Regions from separate parts of the Macaca mulatta genome. Here region 1 is linked to region 2. The links are chromatin contacts, called in public Hi-C maps. All regions are on one chromosome and are shown on one strand. The core of a region is the stretch at or near the end of the contact, and the rest is flanking DNA. Distances in the headings are between cores, read along the strand shown. Region 1 has its middle 120 kb from the start of SEPTIN7. Region 2 overlaps EEPD1 (endonuclease/exonuclease/phosphatase family domain containing 1).

Evidence for each region. A called contact is a pair of places that touch in the nucleus more often than the background predicts.
Region 1: a Hi-C map of fibroblasts shows a contact between it and region 2, with 7 times the contacts expected there. The contact joins two enhancer-like sites. A contact is called at or near these places in 10 of 14 Hi-C or Micro-C datasets (CD4 T cells, blood, cortical neurons and 5 more).

The regions. Positions count from the first base shown.
Region 1 is chr3:92,385,533-92,390,663 of T2T-MMU8v2.0, reverse strand. No RefSeq gene overlaps it. Among named protein-coding and RNA genes, the nearest start is that of SEPTIN7, 120 kb to the left of the region's middle. Within about 2 kb of position 1,968, at least 4 of the 40 cell types and tissues checked have an H3K27ac peak or open chromatin away from gene starts, as enhancers often do.
Region 2 is chr3:92,075,844-92,080,848 of T2T-MMU8v2.0, reverse strand. The region is part of intron 6 of EEPD1 (endonuclease/exonuclease/phosphatase family domain containing 1); the gene reads left to right. Among named protein-coding and RNA genes, the nearest start is that of ANLN, 97 kb to the right of the region's middle. Within about 2 kb of position 2,053, at least 11 of the 40 cell types and tissues checked have an H3K27ac peak or open chromatin away from gene starts, as enhancers often do.

The DNA.
Region 1 (5,131 bases), core at 719-3,218, 310 kb before region 2:
CCCAGTGGGGAGGGCGGGGGTGGCCTGGAGCCCTCCTCCTTGGCACTGCCCTACCAGATGCAGAGGGGAGGCCCAGGAGTGTGTGCTGTGGGTGAGGCTGCAGCACTGCCCAGGTGGTGTGCAACTTTCCTGCCAGATGTGGGGAGCGGCCCTGACCTGGGACCCCAGATCTGGACCCCTGGAGAAACTTTTCAGGGCCATGTAACCCCAGCCCCCACCCAAGGTTCTTGTGGAATCCATAGGAGGAGTCCTCACGTGCCTGATTTTAAATACATGCCAGTCTTAGTGGGTAGGAGAAGGAATCAGTTCAAAATAAACCAGAGGACACCACATTTGACATGACTGGCCCCTTGGGGAGAACATGGATAACACTGGCCTAGGTCTTGGGATCTCAGCAAGTCAGCACCAGACATAACTGCCCAAGTGATTTTCATATTGTGGTTTTGATGTTCTTGATATCAAATGGGCAGAGGCCTGAGGAGTCACAAACTACACACACACACACACACACACACACACACCAGCAGCAGCAGCAGAAGCAGAAGCAGCAGCAACAAGTAAGAAGTAGAATGAGCCAGGACTAAAGCCGAGTAAAATGCAAATATACACACAGTGACACCAGGCAGCTGTGAGGACACCCACATCTAGGGATACATCTCAAACATACTGGTGAGGAGATGGGTATGGGAGCTAAAGGAATCATAAGCAAAAAAAAAAAAGCCAGAAGAGGTGTCACATGCCCTGTCAGTGATGATAGTGTCCTGAAGCTGGGAGGATGACAAGCACAGTTCTCTGCAGAGGTGGCCCACAGAGGTGAGAGCCAGGCAAAAATGGTGGGCAGAAGCCCCAGAGGGTCTGCCCAGATGCCATGAAACCTACAAGCAATGCCATGAGGCTGCGGGGAACTCGTTAGGCACACGGAAGGATTTCCAGGCCTGTGTCTGCCCTTCTGTCCATGTTGAGTTACCAGTGTTGACTCACACCCTGGCACCTGGAGGGATTTGTGTGGGTCGCCTGGCAAGCACGTAGGTTCCTGTAAATACAAGCAGCCTAGGTCTGACAGGAATTCCTTACTGCTTTCCTTCAGAACTGATATTAGAAGTAAATTGTTCTCTTTGAAGTGTTCAACCCTAACATGTCCCACTGGGAAAACTCTCTTTTTCTGTGGCCAAAGAGTATCAGGCTTTGTGGATTCTACAGAAGAACCAGAATCGAGGGCCAGACCTCACCCTGGGCAGCCCTGCCATGTCTTTAAGTGATGGGGCTTGCCTGTGGACTGTCCTTGTTGGAAAGATGGGGGATAGCTTTAGTGCTGGCCACCGTTGCTGGTGACACACAACCTTATCCAAGGAAGTACATTAAGAACTCAGTGCTTGCGGCCCTCAAAGAGATCCCAGTCTCTTTTTGGAGGAACTGGTTAAACCTGTTATGATCTAATCAGACAATGTAATATTTTGCCCCTATGAAAAATCCTGCTTTTGAAGCCTTCTTATTGACACTGGAAAATGTAAATGTTACGTCTGCTGAAACAATCTTTAGCGAGTGCCTTTGCCCAGAACATGAACTGATCAGGGCCAAGCAGAAGCACAAACAAGTCGCATAAGAACCTGCTGGGAAGAACTCTGGCAGTAAAAACTGTTTTCCATACCATAGCTGACTGGTTTGCTTTTCAGACCTTGTGAGCCAGAGGAGATGTTCCCAGAATCACACAGCGCGGGAGGCTTGGTCCTGGAAAACTGCCAGGTGGTCAGCAGTCAGTGATGAGGGATGTGATCACAGCGGCGTTTCCCAGCCTGGCCTCGTGCAGGGGCCACGCCTTCCCACGTCCTCACACACCCTGGTCCCAAAGTCATCTTGGAAGCACAGTGTCTGAACCCTTATCTAAGGATTAAAGAATAGCAGAAAAACCAGACATTTAGAGGTATTTAGACATTTAAAAGAGCCCAAGAAATCCAGGCGGTCTGTGTGACCTTCATTTTCTCCCATGAGAGAGATGCAGGGACTTGGGTGCTGTGCTGTGCGCAAGGCCATGGGACAGCCCCCCCACCCCACAGGAGTAGGGGTGCTCTGTGTGCAGCTGCACTCAGCCTCTCCACCGCCTCCTGTGCCAGGACACCGTCATTTGACGGGGCTAAGATTTTGTTTTTAATGTTCATAAAGCCCCTTAATCCTGAGAACGGCTTGACTGTGCATTGAGTTCCTGAGAACAGGACTAAAATATCTATACAATATGAGTCCAATTATATTTATGGCTAAGCGTCCAAATATACCTAGAAAAAAACTTAGAAGGAAATGGGCCAACATATTAACAGCTTCCCTCCCACCTTCCCCCACACACAACTGTGATGGTTTTAAGAGAAGTTAAAATGTTTCCTTAAAACCGCTTTATTGAGATATAATTGGTACTGAACTTTGCTTTAAGCAAACAAAAAATGAACATTAAGATTTATTTTTTAAGATTTAGGGTATACGAAAATGAAATAAAAGGCATCCAGATTGTAAAAGATGAAGAAAAACTTTATTTGCAGATGATATGATCTTATATATAGAAAATCCTAAGGAATCCATGAAAAAACTATTAGAACTAATAACCAAGTTCAGCAAAATTGCAGTATACAATGACAATTTATATACAAATCAATTGTATTTATTTTTATTTTTATTTTTGAGACGAATTCTCGCTGTCGCCCAGGCTAGAGTGCAGTGGCACGATCTCAGCTCACTGCAATCTCCACCTCCCAGGTTCAAGTGATTCTCCTGTCTCAGCCTCCCGTGTAGCTGGGACTACAGGTGCCCGCCACCACACCTGGCTAATTTTTGTATTTTTAGTAGAGACAGGGTTTCACCATGTTGGTCAGGCTGGTCTTGAACTCCTTACCTCAGGTGATCTACCCACCTTGGTCCCCCAAAGTATTGGGATTACAGGCATGAGCCACTGTGCCCAGCCAAATCAATTCTATTTCTATACACTGGCAATGAACAATCCAAAAATGAAATTAACAAAACAATTCCATTTATTAATATAATAAAAAAGAATAAAATATTTAGGAATTTAATAAAAGAAGTACAAAACTTATACTCTATAAACTATAAAACACTGTTGAAAAATGTTAGACAATGTAAAAAAAATGGACAGATATCTCATGTTCATGGATCAGAAGACCAAATATTGTCAGATGGCAATACTCCCCAAACTGATCTACAGATTTAACAGAATCTCTGTCAGCACACGCCACTACGCCCTGTCCCCCAGCTGGCTTCTTTGCAAAAATGGGCAAATTAATTCTAATATTCACATAGAAACTCAAAAGACCTAGAATAGCCAAAATGATACAGAAAAAGAAGAACAAAATTGGAGGACTCAAACTTCTGATTTCAAAACCTATAAATCTACAGTAATCAAGACAGTGTGGTACTGGCATTAAGATAGACATATAGATCAGTAGAATAGAACCAAACATCCAGAAATTCTTACATTTACAGTCAACTGATGTCCAACAAAAGTGCCAAAATAATTCAAATAGAGAAAGAGGAGTCTTTTCAACAAATGGCGCTGGGACTAGATATCCACATGCAAAAGAATGAACTTGGACTCATAATTTACTAAAAATGGATCAAAGACCTAAATTTGAGACATAAAAAACTCTTAGAAGAAAACACAGGGGTGAATCTTCATTACCTTGAATTTGGCAATGGTTTGTGAGATATGACACCAAAAGTATGAACAACAAAAGAAAAAAATAAATAGAAATTCATCAAAATTTAAAATTCTGTGCTACAGAGGACGCTATCCAGAAAGCGAAAGACAACACACACAATGGAAGAAAATATTTGCAAATCGTATATTTGTTAAGGGACTTGTATTCTAGAATAGATAGAACTCTTAAAACTCAACAATAAGACAAATAACCCAATTAAAAAGTGGGAAAAGAATCTCAATAGACATTTGTCCAAATATTAACCACATGAAAAGAGGTTCAACACAACTGTCGAAGAAATGCAAATCAAAACCACAATGAGATACTATTTTACATCCACTGTATTAGTCCATTTTCATGTTGTTGATAAAGACATACCTGAGACTGGACAATTTACAAAAGAAAGAGGTTTAATGACTTACAGTCCACATGACTGGGGAGGCCTCACAATCATGGAAGAAGGCAAGGAGGAGCAAGTCACATCTTAGGTGGATGGTTGCAGGCAAAGAGAGAGATTGGGCAGGGAAACTCTCCCTTATATACCATCAGATCTTGTAAGACTTATTCGCTATCATGAGAACAGCATGGGAAAGACCTGCCCCCCGTGATTAAATTATCTCCCACCAGGTCCCTCCCACAACACATGAAAATTCAAGATGAGATGTGGGTGGGGACACAGCTAAACCATATCATCCACTATGATGGCTTTCATCAAAAAAGCAGGTAACAAGTGTTAGTGAGAATGTGGAGGAAGCAGAAGTTCCACACGCTGCTGGTGGGAATGTAGAATGGTGGATCTACTTTGGAATACAGTCTGGTAGTTCCTTCAAAAGGTAAACACAGGGTTATCATTTGACCCGGCAATTCCACTTGTTAAAAATAAACTGAGGGCCGGGGCGCAGTGGCTCATGCCTGTAATCCCGGTACTTTGGGAGGCTAAGGCATTGCTTGAGCTCAGGAGTTCGAGACCAGTCTGGGTGACATGGCGAAACCCTGTCTCTACAAAAATACAAAAATTAACCAGACATAGTGGCACGCACCTGTGGTACTAGGTACTCCTCCCACCCAGGAGGCTGAGGTGGGAGTATTGCTTGAGCCTGGGAGGCAGAGGCTGCAGTGAGCTGAGATCATGCCACTGTACTCCATCTTGGGTGACTGAGTGAAACCCTGTCTAAATAAATAAATAAATACTCAGGCACATGAAAATTTTAATAAGTTTATTCGAGCATTCAGTGATTCATGAATTCAGCAGTACCAGAACACAAGCAGTTCAGTGATGGCGCGCAAGAGGAAACTTTTATGAGGTGTTCGTGGAAGCAAGACCATGAAAATATTTGATTGGTTAAGGTGGAAAGTCCTTAGTTAGAGGTTAGTTGGTGGCTTCTGATTGGTTAAGCTTTAGTTTCATTTACTGTTTACATTGAATTGGGTTT
Region 2 (5,005 bases), core at 804-3,303:
TGAGTCCTCAGGCTAAAAACAGTCAGAAGATGCTCTATCCAAGAAGCAGCTGTGTGGGAAATTGTCCACCCATAGTTAGACTCCGATGACTCTGATCTGTAAAAAGGACGACTTAATAGCTTGTCATATCTGTGGACATTACTATTGTTCTTGACCTCAAACTTTATGTAAAGGAAGCAGAAAGGAAAGATGCCAGCTCATAATTTCTTTGGCAGCTTTAGGCAGTCACATCCCCCCACCCCCCACCCCTGGTATCCAGGGAGTGGTCAGGATTTTGGCAGAAAACCTTGGGCAGGTTATTGTTCCAAATTGCCAAGGTACTATTGATCCACAGCCTGGCTTGGCCTTGACTTGTTCGTATAGGGACAGTGACTCATGCTGCCTGTGTCCCCTGCCTGTAACTAGTAACCAATTAATTGTTAACTGGTGACACTCCAGACCCAGGGGTTCAGGAAGCAATTCAGCCTGCCCAGGTCTAACAAGGGTAAACAGGTCAGCAGAGGGGTTCAGCTAAAGCAAAGACAAAGCCTTCATTCCACAGGCTTCTATCAGAGCAAGCAGAACCGATGTGGTTAGCAAGCTCTGGGCCTTTCTGCCTTTGTCTGGAACGTGCATGCAGGCTGACGTCAGTGGGGATATGCCGGTCCCCTAGTGGAACCTTCTTCTCTCAGACCTCACCGGGACTTGGGGACAGGGTCTCCCTCTGTGAACTGAGCAAGAGTGAAACAGCGTGTGTAGTAACTCTTGACATCTTGGCAGATGGTCCCTCAGTGGGGACTGGTTCCTGTAGTTGTCACTGGCGTTTTATAAATCTAGAGACTCTCTGAGGAAGTCAGCCCACAGTGTTCTCCTCTCACTGCTGAGAATCAAGGGAGCGATAAAGGAGGCCCGCCCAGGTGGGTGGCTTTTTAGGAAGATAACTCAGGCTCCTGTGGATTCTCAGAGGCAAGAACTGCCTTGATGTCATCACTGACGCGGATCCAATTGGAATAACATGAGTTGTAAGAAATCCGATGTGCTCATTCAAAAAGGGAACTGTTGCATTCCTGAAGCTACACAGAGCTAGCTCTATTGACCCTTGACACCAGCATCACTCCTGATTTTGGAATTGTCCTTTTCAGCCCAGATCTTTGCAGGCCTGCATCCCAACGAAAACCTCCCTCATTATATGGGAACTTTGTTTTCTTCGATATTTAATGAATGTAGCATCTTTCTCTTTGTTCCTTTCCAAGTGTGGTTCCGCTTGTCTGTTGGTCACATATTTATTGAGTGCCTGCTGATGCACCTGGTGTTGCATTGGACAGCAGCCGCTTCTGTATGGCTCTTCCATCCTCGCCCTTTGTGATGAGCCCTGGATCTGAGGCCTGGCCCGGTGACTTTGGGCAAACCTTCCCACCTCTGGGAGCCTGTTTCGTACCTGCAGAGGGGAGATGGTGACAGCACCTGCCCCGTGGGTCGTGGCTGTTAAGTGCGGCGCTATCGAGGAAGTGGTTAGCACAGTGCTATGACTATGATTCAAGCTGGCACTGATTCCTCCACGGTGTGGGTGGCCCTGCAGGAGAGGCTTCCTTTCATCCCACCCACTGTCCTCACGCCTCCTGGAGGAGGGCGCCATCTGCAATGCACATGCGCCCTCTGGTGGTGGCCCGAGCGGCTTCCCTTCAGATTCCTTTCCCTCCAGCCGTTATTACGGAAGCATACCCATGGCCAGGAAAAAAAGATTTGCAAAGTGTCTTGGATACATTTACGACTTCATTTATGAACTGCTTTCCCTAAAGCCTCCTTCACAAAGTGTGGCAGAAATGCCACCTCCTGCTGTGGGACAACAAGGGTCAGGCAGAGCCCGGGGAGTCCTGCAGAGCCCAGCTGGGGGGTGAGTGTTCTTTCAGGATTTCTACTCGCTTTGCTTGGAAAATACTTCCTAACTATCCCACTTCCTCTAGGGCAAATCAGACTGTGGGAGAAATGTCTAAAATGCTTTAAGAGAAAACCTTTCCCCCTTGGCCCTGAAATCACTTTGTAGTTCTTATGCACAAATATTTAACTTCCGCTGGGTGTCTCTCCCTGACAAACGTGTGAAGCTGCATCAGGAAACTGATCAGGAAGGAGTGAGTGCCTACATGTGAGTGCCCCGTGCCAGGCGCTTCTGGTGGCTTCTTTAATCCTGACACCAGCCTGGGGGGAAATGGCTTGTTCTTTCCCTTTTATGAACTAAAAAGGCTTGCCCAAGGTCACGAAGCCGGGAAGTGACAAACCTCAAATTCTGCACTCAGAGTCATCCAGCTGTTTTCTCTTAGAACCGGGGCCGAGAACCACTGTTTTCCTTCTTTCTTTTTTCTTTTTCTTTTTCTTTTCTTTTCTTTACTTTACCTTTCTTTCTTTTTTTTTCTTTTTTTTCTTTTCTTTCCTTTCTCTCTCTCTCTCTCTCTCTCTCTCTTTCTTTCTCTCTTTCTCTTTCTTTCTCTCTTTCTCTTTCTTTCTCTCTTTCTCTTTCTTTCTTTTCTTTGACAGAGTCTCACTCCAGCCGAGGCTGGAGTGCAGTGCAACAATGTCGGCTCACTGCGACCTCTGTCTCCTGGATTCAAGCGATTCTCCTGCCTTAGACTCCCAAGTAAATGGGATTACAGGCGCCCACCCTATGCCTGGCTGATTTTTGTATCTTTAGTAGAAATGGAGTTTCACTATGTTAGTCAGGCTAGTCTCAAACTCCTGACCTCAGGTGATCCGCCCACCTCAGCCTCCCAAAGTGCTGGGATTACAGGTGTGAGCCACTGCGCCCGGCCTAAAGCCACTGGTTTCTGATATGCTCCTGTGTCAGGTTTTGTTTCATTTTCAGCCCCCCTGTGACCACTCTTCCTCCTAGCTAATTTGGATTAATAAGGTGAAATGAGGACTTGGAAGAATAGGACACAAAAGTGTCATTGTTTTCAGAGAATATAATTGTCAGTTTGTTACACCTGAAGTTAAAAAAAAAATTAGTCCCAGTAAGAGAATTAAGAAAACTGCCTAGTTACAAAATTAAAATAAAAAATTAGTCCTTTTGATATATATCAGTGATAACCTATGGAAATAAAAAAATTTAAAAATAAGCATTAGAGAAAATATAATGGGATAAAACAAAGATCCCATTCATAATAAAAATCAAAAATATAAAATACTTAGAAATGTGGTGGTAAAGTGAAGAAAATGGTAAGACTTTAGTGAAGAAGTTTTTGAATAAATACCTGAATCAATGGAGAAACATGGCAAAGTATTCTTGGGTGAGACGTGTTGACAGTTCGAGGTACCTGTCCTTACCGTGTTTCCGTGTAGTTGACTGCACCAGGTCTCAGCAGACCTCTTTAATATTCTAGGTGTGGTTCCCACACCTGGCTGGACATGGAATCCCAGAGAGCTTCAGGAAATGCTGAAGACCAGGCCACCGGAGACGCTAAATCAATCTCTGCAGGTGGAACTCCAATTTCTGAGAGTGGGACTCAAGCATTAATATTTTTTTGAACTCCCGATGCCCCAAGGGTTTTTTGTAGAGCTCGCCACCTCCTACTTCAGTCAGAGAAGCTCCACTTTTACCCACTCTACTTTTGGGGCTTCCTACAGGATCTCATTTGAGAAAAGGAACACCCCCACCCTATACATTTTAAAAAGAAATAATGTTTAGCCGGGCGCCATGGCTCATGCCTGTAACCCTAGCACTTTGGGAGGCCGGGGCGGGCGGATCACCTGAGGTGAGGAGTTCAAGACCAGCCTGGCCAACATGGTGAAACACCATCTCTACTAAAAATACAAAAATTAGCCAGGCACAGTGGCATGCATCTGTAATCCCAGCTACTTGGGAGGCTGAGGCAGGAGAATCGCTTGAACCTGGGAGGCGAAAGCTGTAGTGAGCCGAGATCGCGCCACTGCACTCCAGCCTGGGTGACAGAGTGAGACTCCATCTCAAAAAAAAAAAAAGAAAAAAAAAGTTTCAAAACTGCTTATTTGAAGCAGATCCATCTTTAGGATGTACTGATAAGGAAAAAAAAGTAGGAATTGGTAGGTAAAGTTGCTGCCATTTGAATGAAAATAACTATGTAAGTGTACACGTCTGCTCCTCTGTGTAGAGTGTCTAGAAGGGGACACAAGGAACAGAGAACAGCCTTCTCCTGCCAACCAAAGACAAGAATGTTAAAGTTCACATGAGTTTAGTTTAAAAGAAAATTTGGGAATGAAAATTTCAATATCATGAGAATATATAAACATTTTAAATGAAAGAATATTAAAACATATAGTACTAGCTCAAAAACAGATCAATATGATAGAATAAAGCTCAGAAATAGAAATATTATACAGAAGATCTTTAAGATACAGGCCAGTATTATAATTTAGTTGAGAAAGAAATAATTTTTCTAGAAATGGTACTGGCAGAGGGGATTAATTATTTGCATGAAAAATAAAAGTAAATTCCAGACAAGTTAAAGAGTGAAATGTATCATCACATAGGAGGCAGTGGAGTGGGGGGAAGGTGAAATGTGAGAAATGAAATGATAATAAGAACTTAGTGGATATTTGTTTGATTTTGGAGGCACTCCAGGAAAATTCTTCCAGACTGTACTACATTAAAAAAAAATTTTTTTTTAAACTTTTGTGTGCTTCAGTTTGGTCATAGACCAAATGAAAAGGCAAATGACAAACTAAAAAGAAAACCAGTTCCTATATATGATAAAAGGTCGATATGTTTATATATGGAGAGTTCATATAAATCAGTAAACAAAACACTGATATCTGTACAAAGAATAGACCTGGCAGGCATTGTTTCTGATGCCATTCTCTGATGGAACCAGGGCTCCTCAGAGAAACGGCTGATGCTAGGACTGAGAAAATACATAGCACGGTAGGTCAGGCACGGTGGCTCACGCCTGTAATCCCAGAACTTTGGGTGGCCAAAGTGAGCGAATCACTGGAGGTCAGGAGTTCAAGACCAGCCTGGCCAACGTGGTAAAACCCCATCTCTAGTAAAAATACAAAG